2 separate regions of the Hordeum vulgare genome follow, and region 1 is linked to region 2. The links are chromatin contacts, called in public Hi-C maps. All regions are on one chromosome and are shown on one strand. The core of a region is the stretch at or near the end of the contact, and the rest is flanking DNA. Distances in the headings are between cores, read along the strand shown.

Evidence for each region. Hi-C and Micro-C count contacts between places; a contact is called where the count stands out from the background.
Region 1: a contact with region 2 is called in a Hi-C map of leaf, with 5 times the contacts expected there. The contact joins the promoter of LOC123413388 here to the promoter of LOC123410542 in region 2. A contact is called at or near these places in 3 of 6 Hi-C or Micro-C datasets (leaf and seedling).

The regions. Positions count from the first base shown.
Region 1 is chr7H:120,309,258-120,314,974 of MorexV3_pseudomolecules_assembly, reverse strand. It overlaps LOC123413388 (aldehyde dehydrogenase family 2 member B7, mitochondrial-like), which reads right to left and starts at 4,417. Exons shown (of 11, transcript XM_045106318.1): 1 at 4,125-4,417; 2 at 2,706-2,843; 3 at 2,350-2,492; 4 at 2,105-2,258; 5 at 1,769-1,998; 6 at 1,007-1,096; 7 at 708-881; 8 at 465-602; 9 at 181-318; 10 at 12-73. The coding sequence starts at 4,233.
Region 2 is chr7H:119,893,285-119,899,613 of MorexV3_pseudomolecules_assembly, reverse strand. It overlaps LOC123410542 (potassium transporter 24-like), which reads left to right and starts at 3,299. Exons shown (of 9, transcript XM_045103492.1): 1 at 3,299-4,299; 2 at 4,427-4,892; 3 at 5,021-5,074; 4 at 5,279-5,539; 5 at 5,642-5,694. The coding sequence starts at 4,261.

The DNA.
Region 1 (5,717 bases), core at 3,168-5,667, 410 kb before region 2:
GAAATACTCACTTGAACTTGAAGATTGACTGAACAGGCCCGAATATCTCCTCCTGGGCTATCTTCATGTCATCCTGAAACAACCGTATAACGAATGTTATGCATATGTGGTTTCAGATGGAACTTTTGTGCTAACATACTATCACGTGGTAAAGTCAACTAGTTAAGAAGTTCAGCTCACCTGCACATCTGAGAAAATTGTTGGCTGGATGTAGTAACCTTTGTCACCCAACTTGTCACCACCCGTCACAAGGGTGGCTCCACTGTCGACACCCGACTTAATGTAGCGCAAGATCTTCTTGAATTGCTCATCATCAATCTAGAACCCAAAGGAATTTGCAAGGTAAGGATCATCCTAATGTAGCCCTTAACTTCTTGAAGGAAATGTAGACGTTGCAACAAATTTAATTAATCTTCCTGCATAATAAAATGTGTAAAGTACCCTGGTTAGCGAACAACATGTACCTGAGGACCCTGCTCAACACCTTTCCTGAATGGATCACCAACTACACGCTTCAAAGCACGAGCCTTTGACTTCTCAACAAACTCATCATAAACACGCTCATGTACGAACGTGCGAGACCCAGCGCAGCAGCATTGCCCCTACAAGTTCACAATGGAGACGAAAGTGTTTAGAGAAAGGGACAAAAAAGAAGTGGCTGAATATACTTAATCAATTATCATGTTCATTTTGACATAAATTCCTACCTGGTTGAAAAACAGCGCAAAATGCGCAAGCTCAACAGCTTGGTCAATATCTGCATCATCCATGACGATAAAAGGAGACTTGCCTCCTAGCTCCAGTGTCACTGCCTTAAGATTGCTCCGTGCAGATAACTCAAGAATAACTTTCCCAGTATCGGTTGATCCAGTGAATGCAATCTAAATAGAGTATATGCTTATTATGAGAAAAATGAATTTCATATTTGGACCGTAGAAACATGCATACTGCGTAAGTTTTGTGGTCAGCCTCAATAACACGAAAACTATAGAATGTGTAGATTTACCTTGTCAACGTCCATGTGGCCAGCAAGAGCAGCCCCAGCGGTAGGACCAAAACCAGATATGATGTTCAGGACACCTTCGGGTAGTCCAGCCTATTTAATCATGCAAGCTCTGATCAGTTAAATCCAGTAAAACTTGCAGCACCATACAAATTCTTACTTGCAGGATAGTAAAACGTTAAAAACAATATGCTAGTACAGGCTTGGACAGAATGACGGATATATGTTGGTATCCTATTATATAATAAAGGAAGGATGAATTGCTTGTTACATTGGCAAATAACTAATTAGCAATTGAATGCACTAAAATTTGAATCATTTGGATCTTGGATAGTTTCTAGAAACAATTAAACTGTGCAGCAAAGCAACTTTTGTAAAAATGCCATAGAGCTTTCAGAGATCACTCAATACATACGGTGGGTAACGCATTTGTTATATCAGCTGTTTCAAAAGGTCCAAACTAGTCCTCACACCTTCTAATCCCAGTACTACGCAATCCAACAACCACCCACTTTGATATTCAAAAAGGTTATCAGGTAAATCAAAGCCCATTCTTGGTGATCCCTTTTGTTTTGACCTTGGTGGTCATGTTATGTTCGAACCTTGTCTTTCTCAACCATATTTAAATGAGATGAGGCAAATATACTGCCTCCGTTTCAAAAAAAATATATATCCTTCCCATAACTTTACTCTTAGAATAAAACGAAATAATTAGGTATGAATTTCCTTAGCAAAGAAAAATTATGAAATGGCCATGTCACGAACCTCATGCAACAGCTTAGAAACATAGAGGGCAGATAGAGGAGTTTGTTCAGCGGTCTTGAGAACAATAGTGTTCCCACAGGCCAAAGCAGGGCCAACTTTCCAGCCATACATCAAAAGTGGGAAGTTCCACGGGATGATCTGACCCACGACACCAATCGGCTCATGCAGCACCTGTACATGGTGCGGGCCATCAGCCGGTACGATGAGGCCATGGATCTTGTCAGTCCAGCCTGCATATTTCAGCAGAAATGGAGTACTCTTTGTTAGTCATGTATGGGGTTTAACTTCTTGGCTAGTATGTTTATCTATTACTGTCAGGATGTACGCTGCTCTCACCTGCATAGTACCGCATAAGCCGAGCAAGCATTGGCACTTCGATGTGGGCAGCTTGCTCATAGGGCTTCCCGTTGTCCCACGTCTCCAGTGCAGCAATTTCATCATTGTGTTTCTCTATCAAATCAGCAAATCGCAAAAGAATCCGGGACCTCTCCTGTTGAGGAAAATTTCCAACCGCCTATGAGCATCGCCGCACCAGAGTAAAAACTACAAAAGTAGCAGAAATGACAGCTGAGGGTGTGTACATAGGCAGTCATCTTTGGCCATGGCCCTTCATCGAATGCCTTGCGGGCCGCAACAACTGCACGGTCCACATCTTCGGCATCTCCTTCAGACACACGGGCAATCACCTCCCCGGTGCGAGGGTCCAGAGTCGGGAAAGTCTTGCCTGATTAGATGCAGATGCACATTGTGAGTTGGTTGAGCACATCAACAAGAACATCACTGATCAGAGGGAGGGAAAAAAAAGTGAGAAAACAGAAGCTGAAGCCTGTAGAGATCCAGTTTATGGGCCTAAAGTACTCAAGCTGAAGCTGAAGCCCACCGAACTGGCCCCATGGGCCGAGCCTCATTCATTAGCAGCTGAGCTGAAGTAGCCTACCAGATGCAGCATCAACGAATTTGCCGTTGATGAGGAGCTGTGTCTCGCCCACTTGGACAGAAGGCGAGATGGGTTCCTCTGCTGCTGCTGCAGTGCCGAACCTCTGAAGGAGTCCAGGCAACAATCCACGTGCCCCATCTGCAAGCAGAGAGTTAATGAACATAAGCCTCACTATAGCACTTTGCGAAAATGTATGGACAAATTATGTGATCTCCCAATAAACAACTATATTCGCCTATGATTCGATCTGATCTGGTGCCAAACAAATGCAAACTGGAGATGGTATGATGTAAGCAGATTTGGTATCAGGACGAGTAGATCAACCAGGTTTGGCGACGAGCAAAATGTCATACTTTTGCCCTTCTGTTCATAATTTTGCAAAACAAGTTTGCACTTGTCATTATCACCTGTAGTTTTACTTATTACTCCCCCTGTTTCATCATAATACAAAAGCGTTTTTTACACTACACTAGTATTAAAAAAACAAAAAATATTTCTCTTTTCCTTCCGGTAATGTATGACCAGCGAAATTACTACGGTCTCGCTGCATTTATAGTACAGGCGAATTACTCTGGGTCCTTCAAAAATGCATCACACATTTGTATCCACGGCGAAGCAGCAGCACAGATAATCAATCAGGCGAAAAATCATGACCTCGGTTTTCCACTGTTCCGATAACGACTGATAGGGAAAAAAAACAGATACCTTATCACGTCGGGAAAGATCTTATCTCCAATAGAAAAGTCCAAACCGCTGCCCAACAACTTGGCTCACCGATGATGACGGCGAACGAACCAAGCAGCACGCACACTACTTGGACGCAAGCGCAAAGGGTCCATTAGCCGAGATGGGAAAAGCAAGCAAGAAATAATTGGAGCAAAGCGAACGTCACATTTGATTCAAGAGCAAGGAGGCGCTTTTCTTCCCTGGAGATGGGGACTGCCAAATACTATCAGTAGAGGAGCAGGCCACAAGATCACTGTTTTCCTTGGGATGAACACGGAACAGTTGTTGTTAAACATGCGAAGAGCTTTCAATCAGCAGTAAACCAATAGGAGCATACTACTTCATGGGACAAACAAGGAGTGCTAATTTGACTGCTGGTGCCACGGTTAACTAAGCATGGGTGTCATTAAAGTTAAACTGGTGATACTTATGAGAAGCGATACAAAGCAGACTCGCTGAGATTCGGAATTACAGATCGTCAGCCCTGCTTGCCTGGATCTACAGAAAGCCATGAAGAACAAGAGGCGCAAACTCTGCTACCAGCACCAGATCATTGAATCGGGCACGGTACTAAATCCTGGTTGCAGTCTCCGGATACGGAGTTACTCCTAGTAACAGTAGGTGCAGCGGCTGCGGCCAGTACTACAGAGAGAGTATCGGAGGGAATGATCCTGGGGCAATCAATTAGCATACCTGCCCTGCGGAGCGCAGAGGGGACAGCGGCGGGGGAAGCTGCGGGCCTGGAGAGCAGGCAGCGGGAGACGAGCGAGGAGGCGGCCCTCCTCGTGGCGGCAGCAGCCATGATGATGATCTCGGCGGAGGCAGGAAGAATCTGTTGGTTTGCGCCGGATCAGCAATCAATTCTTCTCGTCCTCCGGGTTCAGAGGCTCAGTAGTAAATGGTAGGGCGTCCCCAGCTGCGCGGAGGGGGAAAGAGTGCTGAGGAGCAGTGATGGTGGCGGCTTGGATTTGGCTTCGGTGCTGAGGCGAAAGCGAGGGGGTTTAATAGGCTCGGATGTGGACTTTGGGAGGATAAAATAGGCCCATTTCTGGGGATTTTTTGTGGTGGGTTGGAGCAGTCCAGGGAGGAAAAAGATAATTGTGCCCAGGTGAGAATTAATGAATGGTGGATTGATTGGGCAGTTCTGGTAATTTTGTGGTTCATTTTAACTTGATGGGAGGGATACTTTTCTTTTTTCGACTGTTTATACAGGAGGGAGAGGGACTTTGTTGTCAGACTGCACGTGAAGGCTAGACTTTCAAGGTTGTGGAAAACATTACACCGTGGCGTACACATCGGAGACAAATCTGCACGCACGCTCCTCCCCGTGCCGTGCGCATCCGTAAATGGCGCGATGCCTTCACGTACGACGGACAATTCTGAAGGACGGAGCACCGGCGCGTTAACAACACGGTTTACCACAGCGTCGCCGGCCAGGGAAGATCGAATTTCACCACCGTGCGCGGCAACAGGACGGCGAGCGGGCCCCGCGTTAACAACCATTTCCAGCGAAGATAAAATCGCTAGTACTACTTGCTGACCGTCGACTCGCGTTACACGTTAGTGGTGTTTCTTTCTAGTGACTTTTTGACGTAGAAACTAAAAAAGTCTTTTTTTAAGGGGTGTTTTTTTGGAATTTGATGTAGGGATTAAAAAAAGTTTTTTTAGAGGGTGCTTGATATGTTTTAGTCCCATGACTAAAAGTAATGAGACTAAAACTTGCTAGCCTCATCCATGTTTGGATCCAAGTACTAAAAAGACTAAAATCAAGTTAATTAGCATTTATTATCCTCCAAACCCTCCAATTCAGAACTTGCATGAGGAGTTAAATGAGGAGAGAGAGGACCAATGCATATTTTAGTAGGGGTACCCCTGACTAAAATACTTTAGCCACAAGACTAGTTTTAGCCTCTCTTTAGTCAGGGGTGCTTGAAACTTTAGCCTCTTAAAAAGACTAGTTTTAGTCAGACTAGTTTTAGAGGGTGCTTGGATCCAAGAGACTAAAACTAGTCTCTTTAAGAGGCTAAAGTTCCAAGCACCCTTGACTAAAGAGAGGCTAAAACTAGTCTTGAGGCTAAAATCTTTTAGTCAGGGGTACACCTACTAAAATGTGCATTAGTCCTCTTTCTCCTCATTTAACTCATCATCAAAGTTCTAGATTGAAGGGTTTGGAGGATAATAAATGATCATTAACTTGATTTTAGTCTCTTTAGTATTTGGATCCAAGCATCGGTGAGGTTAGCAAGTTTTAGTCTCATTACTTTTAGTCATGGAACTAAAACGTAT
Region 2 (6,329 bases), core at 2,050-4,549:
AAGTACTAACGAGTTTGCTATAAACTCAAGCAATGCTCATCTACGTAGATATAATAATAGTAAGCTATCGAGGAGATTGATGTTAGAGTCGACCCCCAAGAATTGTTGTGTTGAAGCAATTACTTGAGCATGTTTTGTTCTAGGAACAATTGGATGCAGCGAACAAGAATAAAGACATCGTTCTTTTTCGTAGCTTCATTTTCTTTGTTCGAGTCATATGGCGATCGTACTAAGGGGGTTTACGTGTTTTGAGCTTAGTCTTTGTCGATGTTTCATTGAAAACTTTTCCCAAGTGAGTTGAGAGAAACCTCTACATGTATTGATTTTTTACTCGTAAGCCAAAAATATGTTCTTATGGGCTTCGAAAGAAATCCTCACCTAGCGGAGTCAACTTTACTTGTTTTTCAAGAAAAAATGTCGTGTGAGTGAAATCCAACCGTTGGATACACTGGTTTGACAGTAGGCCCCTATTGGTCATTTCTCCCTCAGTGCCGCTTCGACTATAAATAGTCACCTCCTCCCAACCATTGTTGCCTCACTACTTTGTTTGATTTGACAAGTGTTTGTCTGAGCACCCCTCTCCGAGTGAATTCTTCTGAGAGAAGACTCGAGAGCCAAACTTAGTTTATGGTTGAGCATCACGTTAAACTATATTATGATAGCTTGTGTTTATTACACTTGAGAATTGCACACTCTTTAGACGATTAAGCGTCAGTTTTGAGGAATCACACGGACTCTTGGTTACTCAAGACTCACTCCTTGAGTAGATGTACTCCATGTCCAAATCCATTGCTTCAAAGAAGAGAGAAAATATCATAAATTTAGAGCGAGCATTTCACCAAACAGTTGTCGGTGTAGTGACACCTCGGAGGACATCAACAAGGGCCAGATGGTACTTGCACGGGAGAACGAACGAGATGTGTGGAATGATGGTGTAGGCAAAGCAGCGTGGCGATTGGGTGGAGCGATGGAGGTCACAGAGCTCTGGCAAGGGCTTGTAGGGTGGCCAGGGTGGTACAACATCGCGTCTACCATGGAGGATGAGGATGTGAAGAAATAAGGAAATGATGGAGATGTGGGTCTTGGTGTGGTTTTGAGTGAGTCCGGGTGTCGAAGTCAATACGTGGTAGAGGATCGAACTCCCGCAAAATCCCCTCCCTCGTTTGTTTCTGATTGACGAGAAAACTGACGCGCGGACCGGTCCAGAGACCAATACGACATGACTCTGGACGACAAAGTATATCCGGATAGCTCAATTAGAATGTCTGCGGGCCATTTAAGGGCCCACTTTGGAGGTGCCATGAGCCGACCGAGTAAAAAAATCGCATTAGGAGTATATATTTGTTTTCCAGAATATATTAGAGGAACTCCAACCGTGTGACCCATCTCGTCCGCAGGTGTTCGTTTGGGTCGTCGCACACACAAAACTCGACCCAACGGAACGACTCAAACAGACGTGCATTCGTTTTTTTTCGACCGCAACCTATTCGAGGCCCACATTTGGGCCACATTTGCGTCGGTGCGGACACGGGACGAACACCCGTGACACCCGCCCTTCTCTTCCCCCTGGCCCGCCAGTTGGTGGCATGCATGCCACTCTCCTCTTCATTCCTTCCCCCCGACTCACCCGGGCACCACACCTCCTTCCGCCGCCGCCCACTTCCATCGACGCCGCCAACCATCCATCCATATGTGAGTCACCCTCCCAGACGCCTTCATCTCCCATCGCCGCTGCCCATATCCTCTACCTTCTCTCGGTGGGGCGCGGGGCTCTTCACCGAACGGTTTGTCCCACAACGCCCGCAAGCTATTTGACGGTTTCCCATAAGGTACCAATGGACTCCGACGATGATTTTTTTAGAATGTTATTTGTGATTCAGATGATTCTTCATCTGATGATGAGGAGATCGTGGCAGCTGCGTTGATCGCCATGACCACATAAGTATGGAGCGACAACAGTTTGGGGCTCCCTATGGGGATGCTCGATAGCACGGATTATATGCACTGGAAGTGAAAAACTGCCCTTCTGCTTGGCAGGGGTAGTATAAGGGCCATGTCTAAGCTTTCACTGTCATACTTGAGGCTGTTGCTTCCCCGGATCTCTGGATTTGGCACTCTTTCTTGGGCATGGCTGGATCTCACAGCGATATCAATGTGCTCCAACGCTCTCCGATGTTTGCTAGGATGACAGAAAGCAATTGCATGCCTGGAGGTCAATGTTGAGATCAATGACCACCAATACAATAATGGACACTATCTAGCCAACGATATCTATCCATAGTGGACACTATCAAGACAATCCCCAACCCTGTAGGAGAGAAGAGAAGATGATTTGCCCAAGAGCAAGAGAGTGCTAGAAAGGATGTAGAGCGTGCCTTTGACGTTCTTCAATCTCGATGGGGCATCATTCGGTAGCCTGTTAGAATTTGAAGCATCAAAAAGTTGTGGAAGGTGATAATAACTTATGTGATCATGCATAATACGATCATAGAGGATGAACGTCCAGAATGTCTCCGTGATCAAGGATTTCAGTTTCAGGATGACAATATTGTGCATGAGCATACATGACCAACAACGTTTGCATAGTTCACCAAGTTTCATCATCAGATGCGTGATTGGGGAACTCATATGCAGCTGCAAAATAATTTGGTTGAGCATACATGGATTCATGTTGGTTTTTTCCAATGTATTTGAAACAATTTACTATTAGTTACACTTATAAACTATGATATATTTTTATGTTTCTTGAACTATGCAATATTATATATTTAATGTTAAAATAGATCGCATGCCTGCCGCGTATACGAAAAATGGATCGGCATTGAGCGCATGATAGACACAGATGAAAAAAAACAGAATAAACATGTCAATCCAAATGGATAAAATATGGATAAAACATGCGTTTTGGATTGGAGTTGCTCTTAGGAGTATAGATATTAGATATAAAGATATAGGTAGGATCACGACCGCAATTTTTACAGCCGACATTTCGCTACCGTCCACATACGGATCCACATACGGTCTCCCTGTTCCATTCCATCATCCCTTGTCCTTTTCCGCACGTAGTACCAACGCATGCGTTCCGTGGCTCCTTGCTCGCCGCTTCACCGACGCGTACGGGCATCAGCATCCAAGTTATCTTTCACCGCCAAGCCTGCCGCGAAACCAAACTCCGAAAGAGACCCGCCAAGAGGTGTCAGTTCGCCATTACACCAAGCAGATCCCGGGTCTATTTCCTCTTTGACTTCCATATAGAAAGGACGCCCGACTAATCCGCGCACAAATGCCAGAAACTTGACCACGTTACCGCTACGCCAGAGAGGCCATCTTGAATCAAATCCGGACACCATTTTCCAGCCTTTTACCACATTGATTCACATTCAATGGATTTCAATGCATAATCAAGCCCATCATCTCAGCAACTCGACCACCATGACTTCCATGGACGGGAGAGAACGACGTTTTCCTTTTGAACAAGGCATCACCGGATCACACGAAAAGGGGCAGACGACGAAGTGGCAGGTGAATTCCATCGTGGAAAAGCAAGACCCGCGATAGCCACAGCCAGAGATCGATCCCACCGCTCATACGGTGGCATGCAAGAACCTAAGAAGAGCTACGGCAGATCAACCTGCGCCTGATACGGCTGCACACCACCTGGCACCCACCCCCGCGATCCGGCCAGTCGTCAGTGCTTGCTGACCTCCGCGGCCATAAGTAGAAGCCTCGCTCTCTTGATTCTCGGAAGGGATCAAAAGGGTTGGTAGAGGAGTGTTATTGTACAGGCAGTCGTCTCTTCTGGTTGGCCTGCTCGCTTCTTCCAAATCGTCCCTTTTCTTGTCCTTGCGGCTTAGCGTGCGCCATGCGCCTCAGGTTTTTTAATGGAGGTTTCGGACTCCTTTTCTACCGCGTGGTGAAGGACGGAGAGCCGGGCCAGGACACGAGTTGGTAGTTGTTCACTTGTTCTTGCGAGAAGCTACAAGAAGGGACGGAGCTTGCGTGGCTTGCTTCCGCTGCTCTGCGCTACTCCAAAGTCCAAGCCGAGTGATCCTGCCAAAACGGGATTTGCCTGCTGCTGCTGGTGCCAAGATCTTCTCTTCTCCGCTCCCGATTCGACGTCCGTGCTGCTGCGGGGTGGCGCGCCAGCAGCGCATGGGCGCGGCGAGGGTGGCAACTTGCGCGCCTGGCGGTTGGCAGTTGGGCAACGTGACTCGCGCGTGAGCGGAGCGGGCGGCGGGGAGAGGCGGAGGAAGGACGGGAATGGACGCGGAGAGCGGCGGCGGCGCGGCGCGCAGGAAGGTGAGTAGGGTAAGTTCTTGGATTCCTTCTGGAAGATTCGGTGTTTGTTCGGTCTGGTCTGGTTTTGGGCCCGGGGGCACCACGGTGACGGCCGTTTCTTGGTTTCTTTCTTGACGGCGGTTTGCAGCCGTGGAGCGCGGAGCTGCTGCTGGCGTACCAGAGCCTCGGGGTGGTGTACGGCGACGTGGCGACGTCGCCGCTGTACGTGTTCAAGAGCGCCTTCGCCGGCGGGGACATTGAGCATTCGGCGGGGAACGAGGAGATCTACGGCGTGCTCTCCCTCGTCTTCTGGACGTTGACCCTGATCCCGCTCCTCAAGTACGTCCTCGTCGTGCTCCGCGCCGACGACCACGGCGAGGGCGGCACCTTCGCGCTCTACTCCCTCATATGCCGCCGCGTACGCGCGGGGCTCCTCCCCGACGGCGAGGACCTCGCGGGCCGGCGCGAGGGCGGCGCGGCGCCGCCCGCGCCACTCTCGGCCGTGCGCGCCGCGCTGGAGCGGCACCGGGTCCTGCAGAGGATGCTGCTGCTGCTCGCTCTGCTCGGGACCTGCATGGTCATCGGCGACGGCGTGCTCACCCCTGCCGTCTCTGGTCGCTCCCTCCTCCTCCTCCTTCTCCTTCTCCTTCATCCTTCCTCAGAGATTAAGTTACGCTGTTGGTGTTGCATTGGTTGATGCTACGTCAGGAGCCTGACGTCTTATGGTTCCTCTCTGTTGCAGTGTTCTCCGCGGTTTCCGGGCTGGAGCTGGAGCTGGACAATGAGCAGCACGAATGTAGGTCAATTGCTTGCTCTGCTTTCGTTTATGATTGTTTGATACCGGTTTGTTATTGATATCTTTTCAGATTCAAATTGAATATATTCAAGCAATTTAATCGCTTGTCGATTGGTATTGCGGTATTTATTTTCTTCTTCTGAATGTAGTGTTGAGGGTTTGTGATTCTGCTGTGGGTTGTGACATCATGGTGTTGGTTTTCAGATATATTGCTACCGGTGACATGCGCTATATTGGTGGGCTTATTCACCTTGCAACACTATGGGACGCACAGGGTCGGCTTTCTTTTCGCGCCTATCGTTTGCTTGTGGCTTCTCTGCATCAGCATCATAGGGCTCTACAACATCATCCACTGGAATCCCCATGTGTACCGAGCTCTTTCGCCATACTACATGTACAAGTTTCTCCAGAAGACTCAGACAGGTGGCTGGATGTCGCTGGGTGGGATCCTTCTGTGCGTAACTGGTAAGGACCGAAAACAGCTGTCGTGCGGTGCCCCTGACTCCGACACTTTGAATAAATGATGATGATAAACCTGACCACATGTAAAACGATTTGAATTCTTAGGTTCTGAAGCTATGTATGCGGACCTTGGACATTTCTCTCAGTCTTCAATCAAGGTACGAGATGAGTGTGCGGATATTTGATTTGCCACATGGCATGAATTGCCATCCCTTTGCCCTAGAATTACTGTTTTTTTAATTTGTTTACTGGGCGCATATGGTCTAAACTGTTTACAAAGAGTACAGAGCCACATTGTTGAAGTAAGATGCGATGTGTGTTGTAGTTTAAATAATAATCAAAGTTCATATAAGAAACAGTTCTGCAGGATACGAAAAACAAATATTTATGTTAGGACTTGAATTTTTAAAAATGCAGATAAATAAGGGAATTGGGTAACACTTTCAAGCAAAAGTTTTTTGTTGTTGTATTAACTGAATTTGAGCTTCCACTATGTTGAAGGCGTCATTGAGTATAGTGGTAAGCGTAGTTAATTACACAAAATTAGATGGGGCAGCTTGAGTTTATACTTTCTCACTTACTGGATCATATAGTTTGTACTGATTTAGTTGATGTGTTCATTGATGACAACGGATATTACCCCATTTGGTGAAGAAGTACTCCCATGCATTCTACCTAATCATTCTACAAACAATATAGCTACTTTGTGGTGTTTATTAAGCTAGTGAGCACTATTGCTAAGAGAAGTTGTCCACTTGACTAAGCTCTTCTTTGTGTGCAATTGTACTTGAGG